Linked DNA regions of Mus musculus: all the other regions are linked to region 7. The links are chromatin contacts, called in public Micro-C and promoter capture Hi-C maps. All regions are on one chromosome and are shown on one strand. Each heading gives the region's core, a stretch centred on a gene start, on an enhancer-like site or on the middle of the called end of the contact. The rest is flanking DNA. Distances are from core to core; before and after follow the strand shown.

What was found. Promoter capture Hi-C pulls out the DNA fragments that hold promoters and counts their contacts. Hi-C and Micro-C count contacts between places; a contact is called where the count stands out from the background. Capture Hi-C pulls out chosen DNA fragments and counts their contacts.
Region 1: a promoter capture Hi-C map of liver shows a contact between it and region 7, with 4 times the contacts expected there. The contact joins the enhancer-like site here to the promoter of Tcf25 in region 7. A contact is called at or near these places in 3 of 39 promoter capture datasets (liver, pre-B cells and stem cell-derived epiblast-like cells), 3 of 115 datasets of contacts at active chromatin or transcription factors (embryonic stem cells and epiblast stem cells) and 1 of 9 other capture datasets (liver).
Region 2: a promoter capture Hi-C map of liver shows a contact between it and region 7, with 2.7 times the contacts expected there. The contact joins the promoter of Mvd here to the promoter of Tcf25 in region 7. A contact is called at or near these places in 3 of 39 promoter capture datasets (the C10 cell line, cranial neural crest and liver), 1 of 484 Hi-C or Micro-C datasets (embryonic stem cells), 6 of 115 datasets of contacts at active chromatin or transcription factors (astrocytes, bone marrow-derived dendritic cells, epiblast stem cells and 3 more) and 2 of 9 other capture datasets (adipose tissue and liver).
Region 3: a contact with region 7 is called in a promoter capture Hi-C map of liver, with 4 times the contacts expected there. The contact joins the promoter of Galns here to the promoter of Tcf25 in region 7. A contact is called at or near these places in 5 of 39 promoter capture datasets (hippocampal neurons, liver, pre-B cells and 1 more), 1 of 484 Hi-C or Micro-C datasets (Sertoli cells), 3 of 115 datasets of contacts at active chromatin or transcription factors (double positive thymocytes, extraembryonic endoderm stem cells and large pre-B cells) and 1 of 9 other capture datasets (adipose tissue).
Region 4: a promoter capture Hi-C map of liver shows a contact between it and region 7, with 4 times the contacts expected there. The contact joins the promoter of Zc3h18 here to the promoter of Tcf25 in region 7. A contact is called at or near these places in 2 of 39 promoter capture datasets (liver and pre-B cells) and 1 of 9 other capture datasets (liver).
Region 5: a promoter capture Hi-C map of pre-B cells shows a contact between it and region 7, with 2.9 times the contacts expected there. The contact joins the enhancer-like site here to the promoter of Tcf25 in region 7. A contact is called at or near these places in 8 of 39 promoter capture datasets (the C10 cell line, cranial neural crest, embryonic stem cells and 4 more), 1 of 484 Hi-C or Micro-C datasets (embryonic stem cells) and 2 of 115 datasets of contacts at active chromatin or transcription factors (large pre-B cells and memory CD8 T cells).
Region 6: a contact with region 7 is called in a Micro-C map of embryonic stem cells, with 8 times the contacts expected there. The contact joins the promoter of Ctu2 here to the promoter of Tcf25 in region 7. A contact is called at or near these places in 4 of 39 promoter capture datasets (the C10 cell line, embryonic stem cells, hippocampal neurons and 1 more), 6 of 484 Hi-C or Micro-C datasets (CD8 T cells, embryonic stem cells, pre-B cells and 1 more), 3 of 115 datasets of contacts at active chromatin or transcription factors (cardiomyocytes and embryonic stem cells) and 1 of 9 other capture datasets (liver).

The regions. Positions count from the first base shown.
Region 1 is chr8:122,516,089-122,519,159 of GRCm38.p6, forward strand. All of the region lies in intron 1 of Piezo1 (piezo-type mechanosensitive ion channel component 1), which reads right to left. Among named protein-coding and RNA genes, the nearest start is that of Gm26497, 3.0 kb to the right of the region's middle. Within about 2 kb of position 1,618, at least 60 of the 459 cell types and tissues checked have an H3K27ac peak or open chromatin away from gene starts, as enhancers often do. A contact at or near this core is called in liver, where this site is marked.
Region 2 is chr8:122,441,608-122,444,809 of GRCm38.p6, forward strand. Mvd (mevalonate (diphospho) decarboxylase) reads right to left here and starts at 1,815. Exons shown (of 10, transcript NM_138656.2): 1 at 1,687-1,815. The coding sequence starts at 1,759. 9330133O14Rik (RIKEN cDNA 9330133O14 gene) reads left to right here and starts at 2,049. Exons shown (of 1, transcript NR_045696.1): 1 at 2,049-3,202.
Region 3 is chr8:122,610,000-122,613,085 of GRCm38.p6, forward strand. It overlaps Galns (galactosamine (N-acetyl)-6-sulfate sulfatase), which reads right to left and starts at 1,488. Exons shown (of 14, transcript NM_016722.4): 1 at 1,229-1,488. The coding sequence starts at 1,339. It overlaps Trappc2l (trafficking protein particle complex 2-like), which reads left to right and starts at 1,627. Exons shown (of 5, transcript NM_021502.2): 1 at 1,627-1,694; 2 at 3,067-3,086. The coding sequence starts at 1,662.
Region 4 is chr8:122,375,147-122,378,040 of GRCm38.p6, forward strand. Zc3h18 (zinc finger CCCH-type containing 18) reads left to right here and starts at 1,470. Exons shown (of 18, transcript NM_001029994.1): 1 at 1,470-1,654. It overlaps Gm39270 (adenomatous polyposis coli protein 2-like), which reads right to left and starts at 1,938. Exons shown (of 2, transcript XM_030243895.1): 1 at 1,215-1,938. The coding sequence starts at 1,925. The coding sequence ends at 1,287.
Region 5 is chr8:122,701,145-122,703,961 of GRCm38.p6, forward strand. No RefSeq gene overlaps it. Among named protein-coding and RNA genes, the nearest start is that of Gm10612, 4.7 kb to the left of the region's middle. Within about 2 kb of position 1,342, at least 78 of the 459 cell types and tissues checked have an H3K27ac peak or open chromatin away from gene starts, as enhancers often do. A contact at or near this core is called in memory CD8 T cells and pre-B cells, where this site is marked.
Region 6 is chr8:122,474,694-122,477,448 of GRCm38.p6, forward strand. It overlaps Ctu2 (cytosolic thiouridylase subunit 2), which reads left to right and starts at 1,450. Exons shown (of 15, transcript NM_153775.2): 1 at 1,450-1,602; 2 at 1,822-1,896; 3 at 2,213-2,291; 4 at 2,484-2,543. The coding sequence starts at 1,535. It overlaps Rnf166 (ring finger protein 166), which reads right to left and starts at 1,381. Exons shown (of 6, transcript NM_001033142.3): 1 at 1,170-1,381. The coding sequence starts at 1,324.
Region 7 is chr8:123,372,350-123,375,121 of GRCm38.p6, forward strand. It overlaps Tcf25 (transcription factor 25 (basic helix-loop-helix)), which reads left to right and starts at 1,362. Exons shown (of 18, transcript NM_001037878.4): 1 at 1,362-1,715. The coding sequence starts at 1,524.

The DNA.
Region 1 (3,071 bases), core at 368-2,867, 860 kb before region 7:
CAACACCCAAGCTTGCCCTTTGACTTCCACGAGCATGCTGTGACACGCACGGACCTGTGTTCATACACATACACACACTTAGATTACGTACAGTGATTGGTGCAGGTATGAAACGCTGTGTGTGGTAGGTAGCATTCTGTAGAAACAGCAACAGAGCCTGCTGGTCAATCAAGCCAACTGATGAACTCCAAAAAGTGGAACACAACTGGAGAAGACTCCTGACTTTGAATTCTGGCCTCCCAAGCACAGCCAATGAAGGGCGGCCACCACAGGCCCTGGGGAGCAGGGAAAGATGCTTTACCCTGCAGCCTGCTTGGCAAGCTTAAAATTCAGACCCCGAGGTTCTGTGTGTGTTGAGTGCGGGAGAGGCTAAAGTTAATTTATTATTGTTTTTAAGAATTATCTATTTATTTTACGTATATGAGTACACTGTCGATGTCTTCAGACACACCAGAAGAGGGCCCCAGATCTCATTATGGTTGTAAGCCACCATGTGGTTGCTGGGAATTGAACTCAGGATCTGTGGACGAGCCGTCAGTGCTCTTAACTACTGAGCCATCTCTCCAGTCCCGCGGCTAAAGTTTAACTGTTATCAAGTTTCAGTCAGGAAAATGAGATGGTCCTGGGGTGGCCATTAGTGACATATGAGGATGTGCCTAATGCCACCACACTATCAAAAATAGATTAAGATGACAAACTTCGTGGATAGATGTTTTACCGGAATAAATACATGAACGGTGTCCAAAATCTGTGATGGGCTCCAGAAACCAGAGACCCAAGATGGCAAGGGGTAGGGACTTCCATGCCTGGCTTCCTGGCAACGAGGAAATGTGAGATGGGCTACTGAGATTGAGGCCTGGCTACTCCTAATCCCAGGTAGGGCCAGGAGAACCCTACATAGCTGTATGTGCCAAAGGTAGATGAAATGCAAGGTGAGGCACCAGGGACCAGGCGAGGGGAACGCCCTGTCCTGCCTCAGCAACACAGGTCAGCTTGGGAGATGCACAGGCCCTGAGCTCTGCCCTTTCCCCTGCCTCTTTTCCTTCCTGCCTGCCCTCCGTGTAGAGCGGTCCCAACACTGTACAGAGAAATAAAGGCTACGTCCAGAGACGAACACTCTACCCAAGGAAACAGGCTCAGAGGCACAACTTGACACTCCAGGGTCTCGTTCTCAGTCATCATTCCTCCAAGATTATCACCCCTCAAGAGCAAGAAGAGCGAGCCAGGAGAGCGAGTCCCGCCTGGGTCAGCCGTGCAGCTCTTGCTTCTGGGAAGAGAGGGAAAGAAACACTAAGAGGCAACACAACCTGGCTGTGTCGGGATGCAGGGTTCCCAGGTGCTCCCTGGTCCCGGTGGTGTGGCGTATTGGTTGAAACACATTGATGTGACTGTCACAACCATGACTTTAGCAGTGCAGAGGACAGAGGTGAGATGTTATTTATCACAAGCAGCCTGAAGGAGACAGCCTTCCTTGTCTTTGTCCTTGAAGGTTAGCTGCCACCTAACTGCAGGAGAGGGGTCATGGGGGACAAAGACATTCCTCAAAGAGGGCAGAGCCTCAGACTGCTCTGGTGGAGCTGCTGGGCAAAGCCTGTGATTTCACAGGAAACAGGCCTTTCCTGAGCCAGCAACAATAGGGACAGCCAGAGGCAGGAAGGGCCCCTTGCAGGCCAGCACATACTTAACCCTTTATAGACCCTCACCCTACAGCACAAAGCTGAAGACCCTTGCTAACATCCACTCTGGGGTCCTCAAGCCATAGCTGAGGGCTAATGAAGTCCACCGGGTGGCTCCCCTGGACTCTGAGTGACCCAGAGCAGAGCAACGGTTTGCTCGTCGTTGTGGGAACCGGGTCAGGGAGGGAGGGGTAAGGGTAATAGGACCACACACAACTTTTAGAGTACACCACACAGAAGGTTTGTCACCACCCCTCCTCCACCATGAGCATGAAGATGGGCCTGCAGATTGGGCTGTAAGGGAGACCTCACCTACTCAAGAAGCCCCAGCCTGGCCCAGGGTCTGTCAGGGTAGGAGACGAGAATCCACCACTCCCTGGAGGCTCTTTGAGCCAGCTGCTCCCATATGTCTCTGGTCAAAGAAGCCTTACAGCGACCTCCCAAAGCAGATGCCAGACACATTTGTAAATGGCTCTGGAAATGAGTCTGAAGCACACGGCAGATCTGTGGGGAGCTTCCCCTACCACAGCCAGTGCTGGACAGACGGACGGAAAGGTGCAGAGATACAGTGTGTGCTTGAGATGACCGGATCCTTTGGAGGGATGGGCTGTGTCAACAGGGAGAGAACACAGTGAAGGTTCACACTAGTCTGCATCAACGCAGCAGGCCGTCCAGCCCAAGTGGAGACAAGCAAGCGTCCAGTGCAGGAACAGCATGGTTTCTTCGAGGGAAGCCTGGGTGAAGAGCAGACTCACCTCACCCTACCATCTCGGCCCAGCACAGAAACAAGGTTGAGGGTCTCATATAACCCCCCACCCCACCATTGTCACTCCTGTCTGCACAAGAGAGGGAACAGGTTTGGATGGCCTGCCCTCCTAGTCTCTAGGCTACCTCCCTCTGAGAAGGGAGGAGAGTCTCTCTAGGCCAAAAGAAAGACCTCGGTGAGCAGAGAGAGTTGAGCAGAGGCCCCAACAGGAGAGACCAGGCTAGCCCAAAGGACTGCAACCCATCTCTAGGGCAGGGCAGGGCAGGGCAGGGCAGGGCCTGCTTGGGACCCTGGGGCAGCCACAGTCTCAGCCCTGGAGGAAGTGGTGTCTAGACTGGCAAAGAGCTACAAGGCAGAGCAGAGCCTGGAGTCCTTCTATGGTCCCAGCTATGCAGCAGCCGTGTCCAGTGGTGGAGCAGAGACTCCGCTGAGACCCTGGGTCCCACAGAGGAGTACGCTGTCCAAAGAGGCCATAGCTGCCAGGCTGGGAGAGGCTCAGCAAGGTGTGTTCGGGGCCCAGAAGTAACCAATACCCTCAGAAGACTACTTCTCGGAAGGGCAGCCTCTGTCCCACCCCATGGCCTTGCACACAGGCCTGGACAATGCCACATGCAGGCCAATGTCTGTCA
Region 2 (3,202 bases), core at 565-3,064, 930 kb before region 7:
AGAGCCCCAGCAGGAACAAGTATCATACAAAGTAGGTGTATCTATCTGTCTGCCATAAAAGAGGTGGTGTCCCTCCTCCAATAGCTAAAGGTTATGCTTTGTTTTTTAAAAGATTTATTTATTTATTTCATGTATGTGAGTACACTGTTGTTGTCTTCAGACACACCAGAGGATCCCATTACAGATGGTTGTGAGCCACTATGTGGTTACTGGGAATTGAACTCAGGACCTCTGGAAGAGCAGTCAGTGCTCTTAATCACTAAGCCATCTCTCCAGGCCCAGCTAAAGGTTTTAATAGGACTTGAGTCTCAGTGCACAGCAGAAAACCATTAGATCTCACCCCAAATCATGTCACACCAAAAAGGAGGATCTCACACTGAGACAAAAACCAAAAGACACTAACGTTGAAGTGTCTAGAGATGCTGCAACTGCTGGCAAAGGCTTTAAAGCAGCCACCATGGAAGTGCTCCAAGCAGCAACCACGCAAAGAAGAAATGGCCCGCAAAGAGATGAAGTAAGAAATGGGGAGCTGGAGAGATGGCTCAGTGGATAAGAGCGCCGATTGCTCTTCCAAAGGTCCTGAGTTCAAATCCCAGCAACCACATGGTGGCTCACAACCATCTGTAATGAGATCTGACCCCCTCTTGTGGTGCACCTGAAATAGCTACAGTGTAATTATTTATAATAATTATTTATAATAATAAATAAATCTTTGGGCCAGAGAGAGCTGGGGTTGACTGGAGCAAGCAAAGGTACTAAATTCAATCCCCAACAACCACATGAAGGTTCACAACTATAATGTACTCATATACATTAAATAAATTAATTAAATCTTAAGGGTTGGCGTAGCACTGGTGGGAATACCAGCTGGGTACTGCCACCCCAGGGAACCCACAGATCATTAACAGAATGAAGAACTGACTCTTGTTCTCCCAGAGCTGCCAGGGCATTCTTCCTAGGAAGGATGAAAGTTCACACCAAAACCTGCCCATAAATGTGGCAGCAGTTTTCCTGGTAACAACAGAGCCCCTGTTCTAGGGCCTAAGCAACAGTGGGCAATGAAATCCTGCTGCGTCCACCTGGATAATCCTCGGGAAGAGCGTGCGTACTGAAACGAGCCAAACTCAAGAATCTACAGGCTGCGTGGATCCACTTCTAAATGACCACGGTGGAAGGAAGAGCAGAGGGAGACTGGGGTGAGAAGCCCTGGTCCCGGCAATACCTCCCCAGTTTACAAGTGTCACCAGGGAGGGAGGAAGATCTGCCCCTCACCAGCGCCCCTCGGATCCCTGCATGGCAACGCCCCCTTCATCCCTGAGCTACCCTCCCAGCCTTCTCCAGCCCAGCTACTCCAGATCCGGGACATTGGTCTTTCCCTCCAGCCCTAGGACCCTGAATCCCGGCAGCAGTGACCCTCATCTCCAGCCCTGTGCACATCGATCCCGGCACCTGTGCCCCGGTCTCCAACTCCCAGGCTCCCCGATCCTGGTTGTAGTAACCCCCATTTCCACCACTGTGCCCATGGATCTGACGGTGGCGAACTTCCCCCTCATTCCAGCCTGGAGGATCCCCTTTCCAGCCCAGCTACTCTGGAACCCGACCCTCGAGCCCAGGGGTCCCAGTGACTACAGCCTCCAGCTCTATGCCCCGATCCCGGCCGAGGTGACTGTTGTCTCCAGCACTCACAGTACTTGATAACTGCGATGTTGACCGGCGCCGTGCAGGTGACCATTAGGTCCTGAGGCTTTTCTGAGGCCATAACTGAGATGCTGGAGTCCCGAGCTAGAGAGCCCAGCACCGATTACCCGGTGTCTACAGACTCACGCGCTGCCATATGATTGGCCCGCTGGCCGGGCTTTTCCCGTGCTGTCCAATAGGCGACAGGCCGAGCCCATGATCCACTTTTTAGCCTATGGACAGGATCGAATGATGTGCGGCTGACACTGAGCCCGCCCCCGGTGCCTGCAAGCTCGTGGCTGCGAGCGAGAGGCGGGGTCCGCTCAGGGAGTGGAATCTACGCATGCGCAGGAGGTGGTATCTGCGCAGGCGTAGGAGGCCTCCTTCTTACAAAGGTTCCTCCTTCTGGCACAAGCACCACTGGATAGCCTGAGTGACCGTCGGGACAGCGGGGCCATCTGCTGCTGAAACAGCGGAGCTGAAAAAGGATACGCATCTAGCCTCTACGCTGCATGAAAAGCTCACTAGACGGTGAATCCGGAGGGATCCGCAGCCCAAGGTCGCGCCCGAGCCCCACATCCTGGAATCTTCTACATTCACAATCTGACTTCTCTTGTCACAACCTCCAGTCTCCTGGTCCCACAGTCTGGGGTCTCACAGCTTGCCTGAGGTGTCCAGCCGCCGCGCCGGCGGATGTACTGCATCCGAGATGGGCATTTTCTCTCCCAAGCTCCACACAAGCAAGAATTTTGTCGTTTTTTTTTTTTTTTTTTCCGTAGCTGAAATGGATCGGCACATTTCTGTGTCATTCTTACGGTACAGTTTAGTGACCTTTAGTATATTTACTTGATACAACCGTCACCTCTGTTTCCAGAACTAACCATCCATTCTCCAACAGAAACAGATACAACTTCCTGGTTCCACCTCCTGTAAAATCGTGGCTGTTGAATGGCTTAGAGTTCCGAAGATGTGCGAGCACACGATACCCACCCAGGCCACCAGTTCTGTTCCTAGGAGTGTGGATGGTACCTAATCCTTTCACAGCCTTCTGGCTGACATTTTCTACACAGTGAATGGGAGTTGCTTTTTTTTTCCATGCTGCTTTTTCTACGTCTGAGTTTCTTGGACACTTTCCAGCTGCACACCAAAACAGCTTCCTTGTTTGTCTAGACCGTCGGTAATTGACTCAAGCCGTCCCCCTTGGAAGCCATGCACCGGACTTTCCTTGCATTGTGTATAAGAGTGCTTGCGTAGATTCCTAGAAGTGGATGAACCAGCCAAGCAGCTATGTGCCTGGGGCGATGTTGATAGCTGTTGGCCGGCTGCCATCTTGGAAGCTGGATCGATTGCTCAGCTCTCTCTGCTAGAGCGAGAGTGTGTGAATAGGCCTTCTGCGCCACAGTAGACAGCCTGTCAGTCAGGCTGACAGCTGACCAATGGGAGTTCACTATTGTTTCCTTGTGGCTTGTGAGATGGCTCGTATTTTCAATTTCTCTTGCAATAACTTTTCTGCTTCATACACACA
Region 3 (3,086 bases), core at 238-2,737, 760 kb before region 7:
TGAAAGGCACTATATATGTATGAAATCTCTCTCTATATATAGATCTTCAGTACTGCTCATTACTGTGCAAAGTCTGCTATTAGTGACCAGGACAGGAGCCAGAGAAGCCAGACATCCATTGTGTGAACAGTCAGCATCCACAAAGAACGGGAAGCTGGAAGGGGTTTCCTGCAGTGGCTTCTGGGTGGTGGGACTTATGTACAGGACTTTTTAGATCTGTATTTTTCTTAGTAATAAAAAACTACTAAGCTAATGTTTATCAAGTGGGATGTTTACTTTCTTTTTCTCCTATTAAGTCTCTAAAATTGGAATGGCGAGATGGCTCAGAAGGTAAGAGCACTGACGAGTTCAAATCCCAACAACCACATGGTGGCTCACATCCACTCATAATGAGATCTGACACCCTCTTCTGGTGTGTCTGAAGACAGCGACAGTGTACTTATCTATAATAATAAATAAATCTTTTTTTAAAAGTCTCTAAAATTCAACTTATTTTACATATATAGCACCTCTCCATTCTGATGGGCCCACAGATCGCTAGACAGCATCCCTCTCCCCTTTTTGAGGAGGTAAGTGTGGATCAGCACAGGTCTGAAGGCCCTGCAGAGGGCTGGTTTGGCTATTAATTAGCCTCGGCCGGTATTAGCCTCTGATTTGTTTCAAATCATCCTGAACTGGATGTGACTCTGATTCTAACAATAGCCAACAGATGTCACTCCACAGTGTGTGTCTGGGGGTGGGGGGGTGGGGGTGGAGGTGGGGCTGGCAGGCTGAGACTGCGAGGAAGGCACAGTCCATCTAGTTCTGTTTGGATAGTTCCATCTGACTTAGTGTTCTACATGACTGATTTCTAAGCTTTCATGTCACTTCAGGGCGACAGATTTCTCAGACAGGGACACTGAGGGAGATATGCCCCAGGGCAGAATTCATAAATGACCACAGGCTGCACTCGCAGGTGACATTCTATGCCTGACTTTGTGGTCAGAGTTCCCCCAGAGGTCAGGCTGGAGGTGGGCACCAAGGCAGGGCCACCTGTTGAGGGGAGGAGAATGTCAGCCCGCTCTCGGGAGGGGAAGTAGGAAGAAAAGGGCCTCCCTGAACACCTACCCCCACTGCGGAAACAGTGAAAGATGTGACACCGGGCTCTGGGCCTCCCTCGGGTCACTGCTCATCCGCCGTGTGGCTGCCCTGTGTCTTCCGTGTCCCCCCGCCGCGTGGCCCCACTTACATCGTCCATGAGCAGTAGCACGATGTTGGGGGGCTGCGGAGCACCTGCGGCCAAGAGTCCTAGGGCACTCAGTACCAGCAGCAGCTGCTGGGCTGCGGTACAGGCCGCCATAGCAAACCAAGCTCCCGCTGAGGAGTCAAGACCCAGTCCCAAGCCTGCCGCGGTTCCTTTTGGACTGTAGGGCGGGCCCTGGCGGCAGAATGAGAGGAGGGGCAGGGCCACGGAGAAAAGAAGAGGGAGAGGTGGGGCCTAGGCTGTCTGAGTGACAAGGGAGTGGGCTGGGCCTTACGGGAAAGGGGCGGGACCAAGGCCGGACCTGAGAGTCTGGGCGGAGCCATGGTAGAGAGAGGCGGGCTCTGAGCCTCGGTGGGAGGAGAATGGGCGGGGCCTGCCTCCACATCGGGTCACATGATGTGGCGCACAGCCTGCCAATATGGCGGTGTGCATCGCGGTGATCGCCAAGGAGGTGCGTGAGAGGCTGCGGGCGGCGGGCGGCGGGCGGCGGGCGGCGGGCCTCCTTCCAGCCATGGTCTTGATCTTTTCAACTCTGAGCTCCAAGCCTCAGCCAAGCCCTATGATCAGGATCCTTCCGGCTCGCTTTCGCTGACAGCTGACAGCCGTCCGCCGCCAGTTTGCAGGCCTCCGCCTCCGGGTTTTGAGATCCCCCGGGAAGCTTAGCTGGTCGCTGCAGCCTGCCACCCGTCGCTCTACGCGTTCTTTTCACGGCCTCAGCTGCCTTCCGCGTCCGGTCTTTCTGCCCCGCCTTCCGGACCGTCCCCTGGCTGCCCAGCCGGCGCTATTTAAATATAAGCCTGGCGCGGCTCAAGTCAGCCTAGAATCCAAGTGCTTTTCTTTGCCTTAGGATAGTCCCCTTCATGTCTTTTGCACCCTTCTACTCCACCGTGAAGGCCTGCAAACCTCTAGACAGCATCCCTCTCCCCTTTGTACCCTCTATTCCCAACTGTCATCTTGCTGGCCAACATATATATTCATTTCTTTCCGGAAAGCTGTTTATGGATGCTAAGACAGCTCCAGAGGGCCACAATATCCTGTTGCATGAAGCCTGTATCCCTATTAGGCTTTTTCTGAGATCTGCCATTAGGGATTAGACTGCTGTGAAGCTGTCAGTATGAAAGAGGGAGTTATACCCCCAGGAGGCCACCAAAACCAAAACTCATGTCATAGGCAGCTGCTGCTTTGATAAACTCAGGAGGAGGAAGTCCAGTATCTATGCTGAAGGGTCCTGATTTGGAGACTCATTCAATGTCTCGAAGCACTGAGAACAGACCACTACCCTAGTGTGGCACGTTAAGAAATAGCTAGTGCCCCTGCTGTTAGGATGACACTACAGAGTGTGCTGGTGGTTGAGGCAGAGGTGATCCTAGGAAGAGAAGTGTCAGGGTATGTTGTTAGGCTGTGCTCAGGTTGGCATTCCGGAGTCATTTCTGCTCACTTCCTGCCCCTGTGCATTTGTCTCTACTGCTTCCACCCTCCCTTCCTCCTCCTTTCTGGTACAGGTGAGAGAACTAGGGCTTAATGCTGCGACTCAAGCACTCCACTACGGAGTTACATCTCTGGTCCCATATTGCTTTTCTTTTTGGCACTGGGAATTGGACTTAGTGCCCTGTGCATGTCAGGCAAGTGCCACACCACCCAGTTTTATCTTTATAGTCCACTCTCTGCAGACAGTCTTCCTTAGGTTCAGTTATGTCGCTGAAGGCAGCATGCCACAGTGCATTAAGCAGTAGAGAGTCATTGTCAGGCTGAGAGCACACGAGTGCTTTGACTTTGCCCTTAGAGCCCGAACTCACTGGGTGGGCTGCCATCTCTTCCTGCAGAATTACCCTCTGTACATCCG
Region 4 (2,894 bases), core at 220-2,719, 1.0 Mb before region 7:
TCATTTCACTGGGTAGCTTGAGCAGTTGGTGTTAATTTTCTTCCAGAGGTGGGAGGCCAGCGTGGCCTAATCCTGGCTTGCAGATGGCTGCTTTCTCACTGTCTCCTCAGATGGTGGTGGTGGTGGTGTATGAAAAGAGATATACATATATACATGCACACATACATAGGAGAGAGGGGGGAGAGAGAGGGAGAACCTTCTGTCTGACCTGATTGGCAGCCACCTTTAATCCCAGCACTAGCATGATCTCTCAAATAGCTCTCCTTGGTATCTATTGAAGGACACCAATCTATGAGATCCAGACCCCACCTTTATACCCTCACGGAGAGGCTCTGCTTTGAAATCCATACCAGCTTGGTGCTAGGACTTCACATGTAAGTAACTTGGAGGGTGGGCGGCATAGTTCAGTCGCATTATGGAGTCAAAAGTATTCGACTTGTCATGACTGGCGCCTTCCTAGGCGTCCTCGGTGTTTGTAGCATGTGTCTGAACTTCATCCCTTTCTGTGGCCCAATTAATGCAGGACTGTAAGACCAGAACTCCCCCCCCCCCTTATATCAGTTTATGGGCATCCGGGTGGTTTCACTTTGAGGAAGACAGGCAGCCCCTAACCAGTAAGACCAAGATCAGATTCAAAATTTGCAAGGGGTCAGTACCTAATGATCTCCGTACCTTTTATCAGGTCATGGGGGGGGGGGGGGGTTGGACTTCGGGCTCCAGCAGCTGAGCCCCATCTGGGTAGTAGGAGGGGACTGAAAAATGACCCAATCAGTTTAAGTCCTCCCCAGGGAGGTTACACTGGGTCACGGTAATTTAACGATGCCAGAGATGTTTAGCGTCACAGAAACAGGTAAGAGGATCTAAATCCTTCAACTCCAAAATCTTTTTTTTTTTTTTGAGGGTACCAGGGCCTCGCACATACTTGGCAGGTGCTGTCTCAACCTCAGAGCTACACTCCAGCCCCCAAAACACTTTTGGTCAAGTATTGATTTTTTTTTTTCCGAGACAGGGTTTCTGTGTAGCCCTGGATGTCCTGGAACTCACTCTGTACACCAAGCTGGCCTCGAATTCTGAAATCCGCCTGCCTCAGCCTCCCAAGTGCTGGGATTAAATACAGCCCGGCAAAATATTGATATTTAATAAGGCAGAAAGTTCGTGCCCTGAAGAAACGAATGCTAAGTTTTCAGACCCTGGAAGTGTCCACTCGCACTCACCAAGAGCCTCAAAGGGCTTTCCCTTTCCGGCACGCATCCCGCCTGCTCCTCATCTGATCTCATCCCAAGCAACTACCACGAAGAGCCACCGACTGCGCACGCGCCGCCAGGAGGCCCGCTAGAGGGCGGGGTCGACCTCGGTGAGCCTGCGCAGTAGCAGAGCCTTGGGAGCGCGCGCCGCGGAGGCGAGGCCGGCGGAGGCCGGAAGGAAGTGCGGAAGAGGGCGGGGCTAGCGAGGGAAGCCCGCCGGTTCGCAAGACGGCCGTCGCGGCCTGATGACGTTGCACAATGGCCGGCCCCCGCGGGTAGTGGAGCCCGTTTGTTCCGCCCGCGTCGTGCCCAAAGCCGGAGCCAGTGAGGAGCGAAAAGGCTGAGGAACGTCTCGTCCACGCTGCCCCCACCACAGCGGAGCCGTGGCCGCCTCCCGTCTTCGCGTTGAGGTAAGCTGGGCCGGCGGGCGGCGGGGAGAAGGCCGCCCCAGCGGCGGCGGGAGCGAGGCCCCGGAGCCCGGCGCCGCCTCCCGAGCTCTCGGGCGCGCCCCCGGCTGTGCGCAGCCGCGGGCCGAAGCGCGGGCCGGGACAGCGGGCAGGCGCGAGCCCGCTGCGGCCTGGGACGTCCGGGCGGGTGCCGTGGCGCGCCGCGGTCTGCCGTGGTGAAGTTGCTTTTCCTGAAGCTGTCATTTTCCCTTCCGGGCCACTCGGCGTGGCACATGTTCGCCGCCCACAAAGGGGAGCGGATCGCGCAGGTTGGCTCGGGAGGAGGCCCGCTTGGACTCTCGACGGGCTCTGCAGGGAACTTTGAACTCTCTGGAGCCTCCTGCAACTTGCTCTCGCAACTTCAAGCGAGCACAGGTTGGACGGACCCACTGTGCTCCAAGAGTCCCGGGTCGCTTAGGAAGTGTGACCTCCTCGCCTCTTGGACTGTGAGCTTAGAGATGCCATTTCTTTAGTGTAAAGTAGCCAGGCGATTGTAGTGCTAGAAGGAAATTAAACTAAGACCTATAGTCTCGCCCCTACTAGATACTTAGTTTCCCGTATACTTTTGACAGCTGAGTTTACCGGGCACAATAGCTGTTTCAAATGAGCTTTTTCTTGGCACTTATTAACAAGAGTAATCTTCAGACCCATTTGAGGGTAGTAGAAGAAGGCATTTGTTTCTTCTTCATCACATTACCTATCCCAAGGCAGAGGTTGAGATTCTCTGTCCCTAGGCTAGTTCCCATTTCCCAGCCCCCTGAGAGGAGAATGCGAATGATCTGAACACGTTTGAAGCCAGCCAGTTCTGGAACCAATCAATATGTCCCCAAAGCTGAAACTCCTCTCTAGTCGTAGATGGGGAATGCTCAAACATTTTAAGAGCACTTCGGATTTACTTCCTGAACACTCAGCAGGTAAGTTTGCTTTGCTCATCTCCAAAGAGATAGCTTGTCATCTGCAGACCATCCCAAGGAGACCATCTCCTTACCGAAGAGTTTTTGCAGAGCTTAAGTCACTTTGCGGGTGGTGTTTTCAACATCCTGACATTCTTGCTCTATACATGGATGGAGCTATGAATAAGTTTTTTTAACCAGGCATAACAGAACTTAGACATCAACATAGGCTCTGCTCTGCTAAACTTCATCTCCCACAGCTGAGTATGGTGGCCCACACCTTAATCCCAGAACTTGGGGGGAAGCAGAAG
Region 5 (2,817 bases), core at 92-2,591, 670 kb before region 7:
GAGACAGCTGTCCATCAAAGTTCTCTAATGATGTGGCTGAGTGATTCCAGGTTGGGGCAGCCTTCCTTCCAGGCCTTTAGGAATCTGCTGTCTAACCAGAAAGCTGAGAATAGGAATTCAGAGGCTATGGAGACTGGAGGCAAGGAGGCACTCAGCTTACACTGTCTCCTCTTCTAGGTTGTGAGACTCTATGAGTGCTGGGTAGGTAGATGAACAGATGCATCATGGATGGATGGGTGGACAGACAGACAGATGAAAAGAAGAGGCTACACAAGTCTCATAGCAATCCACTTTATACAGAAAGGATAGGGTCTGCAGGTTGATGTCTCTAGTCTCTAAACCCATCAAGGAGGGCCGTAAGTCCCAGCCGCTCCAGATTGGGGGGAGGGGGGAGAACAGTGACCTGTGCAGCTCCTTGTGAGCTGAGCGGCAGGCCACCAACTTCTGCTTCTTGGTCCCAAGTGAGGTTTGTCTAGTTAGGGTGGGTAGCAGGAGCCATACACTGGGTGACAGGTGAGCCTGTCCAGTGCTGGCCACCAACCCTGCCCAGTACAGGGTGGGGCTGAGCAAACTCAGAACCAGAGAGCAGGTGACACAGCGCATGGCTGGGTGACACGTGGAAATCCGGGACGGGGACTGTGATCATCAGATGTACATCTGGAGAGGACAAGCCTGCTTTTGGGTCCCTAGGCTGGAATTAACCCCTTGTGAGGGTTGGAATTGGGACCCAATGTTTTAGGGGCTTGCTTACATCTCTGGAAAACTCTACGGCTGCCCCTTAAGGTGCTTCTGAGAACAGAAATAAATTCAGCAAACCACACAGGAAGCGCATCTGCTGAACACCTGGATGTGCGAGGCCTGCCTGTGACCTCGGAGAACCCACTCAGCCTCTAGTGAGGCACAAGTGTCAGCGTTGCCACCACCAGCACATCACTGCCACCAGTGCATCACCTGGAGGCTCAGCAAGGTCACCCAGCAGCTGAAAAAGGGCTGGCATTTTTTCAGCCAGGCTTAACCCAGATTGGTGAATCTGTAGGCATCTATGACCCAAACTGTCAGGCACAAAGTCCTATCTACCTTGGCCACTGTTACATCAAGCCCGGGTCCCTCAGCCGCAGGAAACCAAGGTGTCCCAAGGGAGAGTCCAGCCTGTATATGACCCAGCACACAATGCAATGACCCACAGAAGCAGGCATCCTGAGAGCCTGGGTGCTGCCTGCTTATTGGTGGGGAAGCCCCTTCTGAAGCCACTTTCTCTTTAAGGGGCCAGTGTGGAGGGCAGCCCCTGGTTTCTTTATGACTGTGAGGTTGGGGCTGGAGGCTCACCCTTCTTGGGGAGTTGCTCTCCTCAGCAATCTCTTTTAATTTCACTTCCTTTGGGTCTGGGAAGCCAGAAGTGCAGCTGGCCCGGGGCAGCAGGTGCCTGAACCACAGAGGCAGAAACAGGCAGAGATGAGAAAATCTCCCTTAGGCGTGAGCACTGTTTCCTTCGTAATTTCTCACTCCATCTATCTTTCTTTGGTGTTGAAGGGCGCTTTAAAGGGAGCTCTAAATAGGCCTGGACAGTGTACTGGTAGCATTCTGAATACTCTGTTGCAGCAGGCAGCCACAGAACCTGGTGCCTGCTGGTCAGCTTCCCTTGGGGCCTCCAACCCCGCCTTCACAGTCACACCAAGGGTGCCGCCCTTCCTCCAGTCGGTGGGCTGTTTGCAGGTGTGTCGTGGTCATGGAGATCCTGGTAGGCCTGGCTGAGAGAGTGACGGGTGTTTTAGGCACCTGGAAGGATTTGGGAGACGCTTGGAGTCAAAGCTTTTGGATCTGATGAGTCACTGGTGTGGCTAGCCAGGTTTCCTCCTGAAACTGGACCCTCTGTGTAAACTAGTGCTGCCATTGAAGTAACCTCAGAACAGAATGGAAGGGAACTTAACTTGTATCTGCGAGGAAAACAAATTTGCATTGCTTTTTAAAAATGAAGTTTCTAGTAACATTTTTCTGTGCACGTGCAGATCACGGTCCAGTTTAGAGGCTGTGGGGCTCGACCACGGGCTTTCACTAAACTTTTTTTTTTTTTTTTTAATTTAAGACAAGGGCTCAAGTAGCCCAGGCTGACCTCCAACTAACTATGTAACTATGACTGGTCTTGAACCCCTGATTTTTTTTGCCTCTATTTCCTGAATGTTGGAAGTACAGGCACGCACTACCATGTCTGGCTATTATCTGTAATCTTAAACATCAGGTAGGACTGGTGAAATTGGTCAGTGGGTAAAGGCACTTGCCACCAAGCTTGAAAACCTGAGAGAAAGTGGAAGGGGAGAACCAACTCTCTGTACTTTTCTATTCTCTGACCTACACACACACACACACACACACACACACACACACACATACACACATACCCACATATATACACAGAGACACACGCACATACACACATATACAGAGACACATGCATGGACAAATGCATAGACATACACATACACACACATATATATACACACACACTCTCATATATACACACATAGAAACACACACATACACACATACACACTTATACACAAAGACACATGCACAGACAAATGCACTGACATAAACACACACATACACATATTCACACACTCAAACACTCACACACAGACACACATACTTACACACAAACACACACATAGACACACACACTTACACACTCACATATAGACACACACTTACTCACTCTCTCTCTCTCTCTCACACACACACACAGAAAGAGAGAGAGTAAAATATAATAGAAAATTTTAAATCACACGCCCCCCACCCCCTTGAAGGCCCAGTCGGCACTGT
Region 6 (2,755 bases), core at 200-2,699, 900 kb before region 7:
CTAAGAGGACAACACATACTGATTGGTGAATAGTAGCAAACTGAAGAATGCAGCAGTGGCCTGTGTGCACCGAGTGAAGGGATTGTAAAAAAAAAAAAAAAAAAAAAAAGACAACACTTCACAGAACACACCGTAAAACACCCACTTGTGCGTGCATACAAAAAAATGGGTCCTGATCCAAGGCTTCCTGCTAGAATATCACAGGAGCATTAGGCTGAGCAGGAGCTAGCTGTGCTCTTCCAAGACAACCTAGCAGAGCTCTCCAGAGGGATCCAGTCTTCGGTTCAGCCTGACACAGGGGGCAGGGAAAGTCAAGGCAGCCCTGGATGGAGACAAGGTCTCTGCCACCTCCCTGTATGACTCGCAGGCACACGCCTACCCAAGCGGCTCCAGTTCCCTCTGCATTAGAGCCTCCAAAATCAGCTGCCTCTGTTTGCAAAATGCCTCCCACCAATCTGGGTGCACCTTGTCCTGCCCCAAGCAGAGGGGCTGTCTGCTGACAAGTCCTCCTCCTGCCCGTTCTCTATCGGCTAATCTCAAGAGCTGTACTGTGGGGAGGTCATGGAGCAGACGTTCTATCTTGGCTCCCTCCCAACCAGGCTGGGGTTGTGAAGGCCCTGAGCACCGCTCCCTCCCGCGCAGAGTCACATCCTCAAGTTTCTGCTCCTGAAACACGGGAGGAGGAGCCGCTAGATTGGGGGTGGGGGGTGTCTTGGCTCAGCTGGGCACCTAACGAAGTGCTTGATGTCTGGGTCCCTTTAGGCCCCGCTACCTGGAAGCTTCCTGTTCAGAATAGGCCAAGTCCTTCAAAACAAAACACCAGGCTCCAAACGCGTCCCTCTCCTAACTTTAGGGAAACTCATTTCCTTGACAGTCAACACGAGTAGACATGGGGTGGAACAGAGTGGGTTGCAGAAGCCACAAGTCGTTTATTTACAACGGCCCGCTCACCCGATCTCTGCAAGCCCGGACCCCCGCGCTCGGCGCAGCGGCCGCGTCCACCGCCCTCGAAGCAGCCGGCGGCCGTTGGCAACGCGCGGGGCCGGGGCGGGTGCAGGGCGCGCGCGCGGCCGGCGGGCAGGGGCTGCTTTCCCCACGTCTCCTTTCGGCCGCCAGCCACGACCCCGGCCCGGACCCCCCTCCCGCGGGCTCCCGGCGCGCGCTCTCACGTGTGGCCGCAGCTGCCGATGGCCACTGGCCGATGGTACACCTCCAGGCAGATGGGACAGCTGAACTGCGCCTCCAGGCCGCTGTCGCCGCCCGCGGGCCCAGCCGGCGGCTGCCGCTGCTGCGCCGAGGCCACCAGGCTGCGGAACATCGCCATCCCCGGGGCAGGCCGCCGCCGCCGCCCCCTATCCAGGCCGGCAGACCCGGCGTCACTGCCGCGACGGCGCCGCGCTGGCGTCACCGCCCAGGCCCCACCTCCCCGGGTTGCGTCACGACAGCGCCCGCTCGGCGGTGACGGCATCTCAGCGCGCCGGCATCTCAGCGCGCCGGCTCCTCACGCCACTCCGCAGTCGGGACCCACCCCTCCATGTGTCAGGCCGGTGAGGATTACGCGGGGCCGGCGCGGCGGGAGCCTCCGCCCGTGCCGCGGCCAAGGTAAGAACCTTCTACCACCAGGCCGGGGACAGTCCCCTTCGGTTCCCCACCAACCGGAATTCCGGGACTGCTGTGAGTCGGCGGCTAGAACTAAACCTAGGCCCTGGCGCGTGAGCCTGGCGCTTCCTCCGCCAGCTCGGGCCGGGAAGCGCGACCCTGACTCCCCCAAGCCCGCCATGGTGCGAGAATTCTGCCACATATGTTCTTGTTCTCTCAAAGCCGGGAGCAGAAATGTGTGAAGTGCGCAGAAGGCCTGCCGGTGGTGGTGATACGAGCGGGAGATGCCTTCTGCAGGTGAGATCTGGGCAGCCGTCCCCACCCCACCCCACCCCCACCCCCGCACGCCCCTTTTCCAGGCTTGCTTGTTTTCTTGTAAAGGCGCGGTAACTTGTAAGTGCTTAGCCCTAACCGTAAATAGTGGTGGGAACCACTGGTGACGACCCTTGTCATCTAAACTAGGCACACCCGTCAATTCAACACTTCAGAGTCCATGACAGGAGAATTACCTCCGATCTGAGGCCAGCTTGGGCTGCAGAGATGACCCTGTCAAACAAAATCCCACAGTCTCCTGCGCAGGTGCAGCCAGCCTCCCTTTGCTTCTGTGTTACAGGGTTTGTTTCAAGGCATTCTACGTTCACAAATTCAGAGCCATGCTTGGGAAGAACCGGGTCATCTTTCCTGGGGAGAAGGTACGATGTGTGGTGCCTGGGCGCTCGGCTGTCAGCCCTGCTGTCTTCCGTTTATGTTCGTTTCTTCAGCTGGCCTACTGTCCCTGGACATTGAGGGTAGACTTGGTGTCTGGGGCTGTCCAAGAAGTGGACAAGACATGCTCATATTGCGGATGCATGCCTCCGTGCTGATGCTGCCCTTCCCACCCCCAGGTGCTCCTGTCCTGGTCTGGGGGCCCTTCGTCCAGCTCCATGGTCTGGCAAGTGCTTGAGGTACATCTACACCATCTTCTGGGCGTAAGCTTCTGGATTGAATTAGCAGGGGCCTCCTTCCTCAGCCTATACTATGGAAGTTTTTGGTTAACACTAGACAGTACCCCACCCCACCCCAACTGGGACACCTTTAGGATGTCCCATATATATTCAGCAGGTGTGCAGTCCAGACACATGCCCTACACAGGGTCCCAGGCTACATCCCTATTGAG
Region 7 (2,772 bases), core at 112-2,611:
TGCTCTCAAGCTGGGGAAAGGTCCAACCCAACCCCAGCTCATTTTACTTTGGAGGTACTCAATCCTGACTCGTCTAGGAAAGTTTTCCAAAAGTATAAAAATTGGGGCGTAGACATGAAGTAGCTCTGTAATTCCAGCCCTTCAGAACAGGATTTCCATAGCTTCACGGGTAGCCAGCGTTACAGGGCAAGATCTTGGTTTGGGTGGTGTACTGGCTAGTTTTGTGTCAACTTGACACAGGCTGGAGTTATCACAGTGAAAGGAGTCAATTGAGGAAATGCCTCCATGAGATCCAGCTGTAAGGCATTTTCTCAATTAGTGACTAAGGGGTGAGGGCCCATTGTGGGTGGTGCCATACCTGGGCTTGGGTTCTATAAGAAAACAAGCTGAGCAAGCCTCCATGGCCTCTGCATCAGCTCCTGCTTCCTGGCCTGCTTAGTCCCAGTCCTGACTTCCTTTCGTGATGAACAGCAGTGTGTATGTAGTGTAAGCTGAATAAACCCTTTCCACCCCAACTTGCTTCTTGGTCATGATATTTTGTCCAGGAATAGAAACCCTAAGACAGGTGGTGTTTTTGTTTTGTTTTAAAAAAAGGTCGGTTGTTGTTGCACACACTTTTGGTCACAACACCTGGGAGGCAGAGGCCAGCATGGTCTGCAAAGCGAGTCCCAGGACAGTCAAGGGTACACAGAGAAACTCTGTCTCAAAAAACAAAAACAAAAAGAACATGGAAAAAGAAAAGATCTGTGCCGAGGATCCCTATGTCCTTATTGTGAAAATCTTCCTGAATTAGAATACACATAGGTAGGGCTGCCGTGACTTCACACCACGGATCCACACCTAGGCAGCTCTCCCCTCACCCAATACCCCTGTAACATGACCACCCCTGTTGCGTTCGCGACAATAAAAAGCAAGCCCTAACACCTAACTCGGCTCGGTGCACGTTGTGGAGAGGAGTTACCCAGTCTGAAAGAAGTTAGGTTGGTTCTATTAAGGTGAAAACTGTCCCTTTGCAGTCTAGTAACAACGTGGAGGTGGGGGACATCGGACAAGTCGCATGGGTAGGCTAGCAGAGAGGGGTTGGGGACTGGGTCCCTCGCTCCTGTCATAGCAGAGGTCTTTGCACACGGGCCTTGCGGCGTGCGCACCTGCTCTCACGGCCTCCTCGCCTGCCCCACCCCTGCCCGCTCGCCCCCAGGCTCGCCCCCGGGAATCGCGTTCGTGCGGAGCAGCGCTCTGAGCCTGCGCGTTGCTGCCCGCCGCACAGCCGGCTTTCTGAAAGCCAGCCATCTCCAAAGCCGAAGCACCGCACCACGGCCGCCGCTAGGGCCCGACTCTCGCGAGAGCTCCCTGGGCCACCCTTGCACCTTCCCCGACTCCACGGGGAATTGGGAGGAAGTTCCGGAGAGCCGCGGCGCGCAAACGCGACACGCCAATCTTGCGCCAGCGCGCCGCAAGTGCGCAGGCGCCGCCACACTGCTGCTCTTCCTCGTCCCTCTGCCCACATCAGGCTGTCGGGTCCTATGTCGCGCCGGGCCCTCCGGAGACTGAGGGGGGAACAGCGCGGCCAGGAACCCCTAGGGCCCGACGCCTTGAAGTTTGTCCTCCTTGATGACGATGACGCAGAGGAAGAGGGACCAAAACCGGGGCTGGGTGGCCGGCGCCCCGGGGGTGCAGGGAAGGAAGGAGTCCGTGTCAACAACCGGTTTGAGCTGGTGAGGAGCTGGGCAACCTGAGGGGGGGGAAATGGTGGGGGCATGACGTCATGCGAAGGGGCACAAAGTTGGGTCTGGACTGCAGTCGAGTGGGCGGAGAGAAGGGACTGCGCCGCATCGGGGAAGGCGGGTCTTCAGCCGCAGGGTGGGTGGGGTGAGGAAGCCGTGTTCCCCGTCCGAGATCGAGTGGAAGGTGGAAGAAAATGCCGAGCGAAGGGGCTGCTAAAGGCTAACGGGGGTGCCGACAAGGGGCTGAGTGACAGGACTTTGCTGCAGCATAGGGCGTGTCTCGCGGCTGTGTCCAGAGACGTGACGTGACGCAGGGCAGGACGGGGCAGTGACGTCAGAGTGGGCGGGGCGTGACATCCGAGACAGCTAAGGGGGAGGGGCACTGTGGATGGCGAGTGGGAGGTGGGGTTCAGTTGGGTCTAGGCTTCACTGAAGGAGTAGGGTTGTTCTGTCCGGGGCAATGGGATGGTAGGGTAGGCTTGGTTTCATTTCTGCGACTTGAGGGAGGTCTCTCTTCTGCAAACATTTCGGCTTATTCATCACAGTACTTCTGTGTGTCCCAGCTACTTGTACCTATCGTATCGTATTCCTCGCAGCAGAAAATTGGGTAGCAGTCCTGAGCCCCGTGTTTTTCCTTACGACAGACTGACCTGGGTCTGCAGTTTCATATGTGTATAAATTATGATTCTGACTTCATGTGTGGGCAGATAATATGTCTTTTCCTCGTATCTCCAACTTCCACATATGGTAAGGTGTCAGTGGCCATTTTCGAGTGAGTAAAAAGATGTAATGTGTCTGAGACTCTCAGTCTTGCAGTGAATTGTCTCAGCTAGCTGGGACACACGGAAGTACTGGGTCTTCCTCAAGTCGCAGATATGAAACCATGTCTATCCTACTGTTGCAGCACCCAAGACAGCACTACCCCCAGTTGTCCCCAGCTTTTTATCAGTTAGCAGGTTTAAAAGTTCCTAGCAAAGATATTGATTGGTGTGAGAAATGTCACAGACATTTTGGAAGTTTGGTTCAGAGATTGTTTATTTCTCCCATA